2 separate regions of the Sus scrofa genome follow, and region 2 is linked to region 1. A link is a contact called in public Hi-C data. All regions are on one chromosome and are shown on one strand. The core of a region is the stretch at or near the end of the contact, and the rest is flanking DNA. Distances in the headings are between cores, read along the strand shown. Region 1 overlaps AKR1D1 (3-oxo-5-beta-steroid 4-dehydrogenase). Region 2 has its middle 120 kb from the start of AKR1D1.

Region 1 (2,700 bases), core at 127-2,626:
ATAGTCACATTCAATAATGCCTTTCCTTCTTCTTCTACAGTATTGCATTATTCAGCAGAGTTGATAGAAAAAGTCCTCAAAATTACTTTTTTTCAGCTCCTTGATCCTTGGCCCCAGAACCCTGGAACAGGTTCAGTTTTACCCCAGACCAATGTCATGTTTACTTAATAATCAATGTCATATAGAGCCACAACAAAGGGAAATGCCAAGCTTTCGCAAGGTGCTGTACCGATGCCAGCAACCACTGGAAGGAGAAAGAAATAACTCAATCATTGTAGCTAAAGCCAGGAAAGGGAAAAAGTGATGGAAAGAAGAAAGGAGGGAGGGAAGGAATGAAGTGAGCTCCCCAGAATCAACTTTTGGGTAAATCTAAATAATCATTAACAGTCAACTATACTCCAAAAATTTTTTTAAATAATAATTATTATTAACTGAAAGACAACTATATAATGCTGGGACTATTAAATATATATGTAATTAAAACATGATGACAATATCAAAATTAGGAGGAGGTAAATGAAGTTAATTAAACCTCTGAAAAGAAGAAACAAGAACAGGTTTATACATTTTAATTACCTTCTTTGAAGCATAGTAAAAATACAATAAAAGGCACCTGTTTTAAGAATATACATTTTTTGAAAAATTACATACCCACATATCACTTCCACAGTTAGATATAGGATATATTTCCATCATTTCAAAAAGTTCCTTTGTGTCCCTCCCTGGCAAATTCCAACTTTCCATCCCAGACCTCAGGCAGTGACTAATTTGCTTTCGATCACTATAGATGAGATTGGTCATTCCTAGAGTTTCATGTAAATATAATTTATGTACTCTTTTGCATCTGTCTTTTCCACTCAACATAATGATTTTGAGATTCATCTAAGTCGTTGCATGCATACACCGTTGGTTTCTTTTTGACTACTGAGTAGCACTCTCTTGTATGAACATGCCCCAAGTTGTTTGTCCATTCCTTCCTTGATGGACTTTGGTATTGTTTCTAGTGTAGGCCTCTATAATGTTATGAACACTAGTGTGTAAAGCTTTGCATGGACATATGTTTTCATGAGCAGATGTTTTATAGGGAAAAACTACAAATAACCAAAACATGATTTTTAAAAGAAACAAAATTTGAAACACAATCACTCTGTTGGTTTCTGTTCTTGCTTTTTCAGGCTTAGGGGTAGTAATAGTCACTGTTGTTACCAGTCCTGACATTCTGTGATTTTCTTATACATACATCTTCATGGACATTCTATGTGACCCGTTAACAAAGGAAGAAAACCAAGGGTTTGGTTTACAATTAGATGGCATACTCAGTGGCGCCACCTCCAGACAGAACTAGATGACTGCTTCGCTATGGTCTTACTCCAGACTAGCCCTGAAGGTGTAGGAGAAAGAAAATCCTCCCAGTGGGTGGAATGTTGGGTGGCATATCTATCTGTCCACTATGTGAAAGGAGAACTGGTCTGAAGATCAGATTCATGGGTAGGGTCTAACTAGTTGTGTAGGTGTTTAGAGAACAAACCTGTTACTTCTTAGTATGTAACAAGACAGCAGCAGAAACTGCCCTGTTCCCTGGAGGACTGTGGTGAGTTCACTGGTAATAGACTGATTACACTGGACCCTTTCTCCCAAAGAAGAGACAGTTTTTTCTCATTGAAGTTGACACTTTGGGTCAGATATGCCTTCCTTGCTCATAGCAATTCTTTCAGACTGTAAGTATTGACAGAATCTTTCCGTACCGTAATTATTTACCAGACGACAGTGCCTCTGACCAAAGATCACATTTATTGGTAAAGTATGTCAATAGATATGTGTGCACACAAGTCACAGTATTCTGATGGAGGTCTAATCATCAACCAGAGCAACTGGATAAATGGAATAATGTAATAGTACCAGAAGAGATTACCAAAGACTCAGCCCTGGGGCCAGCAAAAGAGTCCTTGACACCTGTTCTTTCGACTTTTTTGAGGGTTTTGAAAATAAGAATAACTCATGCAGTGAAAGCTTGTGTACACGTAATTTTATGTTTTGCCGTTGTGTCTGTGGATAGATTCCCAGAACAGGGATTGCTAGATGAGTGAGTAGATGTCTGTGTGATTGACTAGATATTGCCGAATTTCCCTCCATAGGGAATATGGAGGTATGGTCCATGGAGTGGGGTACCATCTTGCATTCCCTTCATCAAAGGGTGAGAGTACCTGCTTCCACACAGCCTCTCCAATGGGGCAAATTTTTTCCAGTCTGATATGTGAAACATAATATCTCAGTTTACTTTTTTTTTTTTGCTTTTTTTTTTTTTTTTTGCTTTTTAGGGCCATACTCAGGGCTATGGAAGTTCCCAGGCTAGGGGTCAGATTGGAACTGTAGCTGCCAGGCTACCCTGCAGCCACAGCAACATGGGATCTGAGCTGAGTCTGCAACCTACACAACAGCTCATAGCAATGCTGGATCCCCGACACAATGAGCAAGGCCAGGGATCTTCTCATTGAATTTCTTTGAATTCTTTTTAAGTTCCTTTATTAAAGTTTTATAGTTCACAATGTATAAGTATTTCACTCCTTGGTCAGATTTACTCCTAGGTGTTTAATTTTTTTTTTTTTTTTTTGCTGCAACTTTAAAAGGCATTTTTTTATATTCCTTTTCTAATATTTCATTGCGAGTATACAGAAATGCAACCAATTTCTAAATGTTAAT
Region 2 (2,700 bases), core at 58-2,557, 88 kb before region 1:
GGCCGCACCTGGGGCATATGGAGGTTCCCAGGCTCCATAGGAGGTTCTACGGTCCTACCAGAGCCATAGCCCCTGGCCTACACCACAGCCACAGCAACACCAGATCTTAGCTGTGTCTGCAACCTACACCACAGCTCATGGCAATGCTAGATCTTAACCCACTGAGCGAGGCCAGGGATCAAGGATGCCAGTCAGATTCATTTCTGCTCAGCCATGACGGCAACTCCCAAGAAACAAATACTTTAAATTTCATTTAATTTGTTCTAGAGCGAAGGGTGTGAAAGAAAAATTTTCTCTCTCTTTTCAATATTGAAAGGAGCCCAATTTGATAATCGAAACTAATTCAAGAGTATACACAAAAAACTCCTAAATACTCTTATCTATGGATATCAATTCGAAGATGCTCAAAGTATATTATCAAATAGCAACGCAGTTAAAATAATATGTTCAATCATTTCCACCAGCTCCTGGTAAGGCCATTCCTCCCAGACCTCCATGTGGCCCTCAGCGGGAATTCAATGAAGGCTACTGGCTCCAAGCCCTTTAGCAATTCTCTCTCTTCCTGATGACCCCACAAGACAGGATTAAAGGGGACCCCCTTCTTCTAAGAACGCCGCATAGTCTTTGCGGGAAGAATTACCCATAGCCAGATGTAAGGGGGGCCTACAAAGGTCAGTGTACTTTTGTCAAGAACACTGCTATTCTCCCCCATCATGCTCTGCATCTCAGCTCTCAAACTAGCCAAAACATCAATGCCTAGAAGGAGACTATAATTAAAAGCAATTATCTATCCCTCCCTACCTCCTGCCCTAGTCAAGTAAAGTGAGAACTTGGGGATTTGGTATCTGGAGGGAGACGCATGATGGCTACGGTTCCGATTTAGGGAAGATTCACATTCTAGGACCAGGGCTCCAGAAGATATCAGGATTTAGTTACTAGTCTGCACTGGTCAGAAATTGAAGCCACCAGTGAAAGCTTGAAATTTTACAGGGATTCCAGAGACATATCAAGCCTGGGAACTATAATTTAGCTCAGTCTTTTAAATTCCCTTAACTGTGGTCAGAAAGTGTGCCACACACTGCATTGCAGAAGCCTGCAGACATGCGATTGGCGCCTATGTGTCTCTCACGGCCTCTTCCAATACCCTCTGTGTCACTATCCACAGAGGGAGACGGTGCCCGAGGGAGGTCCTCCAGGGAGAATGATCAGCAATGAGCAAACAAAAAACACTCTGCAGGCTGGAGCAGAAAGTCCTTGTTGCTCCAGTCCCTGTATTTTTATGGATCAGTGGGTAGGCTTTCTCCTTTTCCAGGCAGGTTATGTAAGTATTGACGTACTTCATACCCTATTAGAGGCCTCTGATGAGGAAAGAGATTGATTTGGGTTAACAAATATCTCTGGGTTTGCAAAAGTCCCCAAGAAGGTCAAAGATACTGGTCATCAATACCTGAGCTCAGAAAAAGCACTGACTAAGTCAGGCCATTTTTATTGCTGAGGTCAGCTTGAGAGGCTGGAGATCTTGCCTGAGGGATAGTGTATTTGTTTGCTTCGTCTGCTGTAACAAAGTGCCACAAACTGGGTGGCTTAACAGAAATTTACTGTCTTGCAGTTCTGGAGGCCCTAAGTCTGAGATCAAGATGACAGCAGGGTGGGTTCCTTCTGAGTCTGTGAGGGACACTGGTCCAGGCCTCTCCCCTAGCTTCCGGTGGTTTGCTGGCTATCTTTGGGGTTCTATACTCAGAAAAGCATCAGCCTGATCTCCGCCTGTCTGCACATGGTGCCCTCCTGTGTTATCTGCGTCCAAGTGTCCCTTTTTTATAAGGACACCAGTGGTAGTGGATTAGGATCCACTCTACTCCACTGTGGCCTCATCTTACCCAACCACATAGGCAGTGACCACACTTCTAAATAAGGTTACATTCTGAAGTACTGGGGGCTAGGACTTCAGCGTGTGAATTTGAATTTGGGGGGGATATAATTTATCCCCGAAGAGATGGGAAGCTTGAGAGGAGTGAGAGCGAAGGGCGAGGTGACACGCACGAGCGCAGGCAGACCATCTCTCCTTCTTGCTCTTCCTGTTTCCCGTCTCCCACGCTTTTCCCACTGTCTCCGTCTCCTCTCCCTCTTCCAAGCTTTAGAAATATATGTATACGGGAGTTCCCATTGCGGCGTGGCAGAAAAGAACCCAACTAGTATCCATGAAGATGCAGGGTCAATCCCTGGCCTCACTCAGGGTTAAGGATCCAAAGCTGTGGTGCAGGTCGCAGATGCGGCTCGGATCCTGAGTTGTTGTGGCTGTGGTGTAGGCTGGCAGGCTACAGCTCCAACTCAACCCCTAGCCTGGGAACTTCCATATGCCACATGTACGGCCCTAAAAAGTGGAAAAAAAAAAAAAAAGAAGAAGAAAAGAAATATATGTATACATTTTCCTTGACCAACAGTGGGATTCTTTTCCAATGCCTATCTTTAAAAAATGCTTTTATAGGTGTGGTCCCCCCTCCACACAAGCGCCTGAAATATTTGACAATAGGGACTGTGAGTTTGCGGTTTTTGTTTGTTTGTTTGTTTATGACCACACCTGAAGCATACAGAAGTTCCTGGCCCAGGGAGTGAAGCTGAGCTACAACTGCAGCAGATGCAGCAATGCTGGATCCTTAACCCACTGTGCTGGGCTGGGGATCAAACCTGCAACTCCGCAGT

What was found. A called contact is a pair of places that touch in the nucleus more often than the background predicts.
Region 2: a Hi-C map of liver shows a contact between it and region 1, with 3 times the contacts expected there. The contact joins two enhancer-like sites. A contact is called at or near these places in 1 of 5 promoter capture datasets (liver) and 6 of 47 Hi-C or Micro-C datasets (embryonic fibroblasts, fetal liver, liver and 1 more).

The regions. Positions count from the first base shown.
Region 1 is chr18:11,501,320-11,504,019 of Sscrofa11.1, forward strand. All of the region lies in intron 1 of AKR1D1 (3-oxo-5-beta-steroid 4-dehydrogenase), which reads right to left. Among named protein-coding and RNA genes, the nearest start is that of AKR1D1, 30 kb to the right of the region's middle. Within about 2 kb of position 1,377, at least 4 of the 83 cell types and tissues checked have an H3K27ac peak or open chromatin away from gene starts, as enhancers often do. A contact at or near this core is called in fetal liver and liver, where this site is marked.
Region 2 is chr18:11,413,169-11,415,868 of Sscrofa11.1, forward strand. No RefSeq gene overlaps it. Among named protein-coding and RNA genes, the nearest start is that of AKR1D1, 120 kb to the right of the region's middle. Within about 2 kb of position 1,308, at least 2 of the 83 cell types and tissues checked have an H3K27ac peak or open chromatin away from gene starts, as enhancers often do. A contact at or near this core is called in fetal liver and liver, where this site is marked.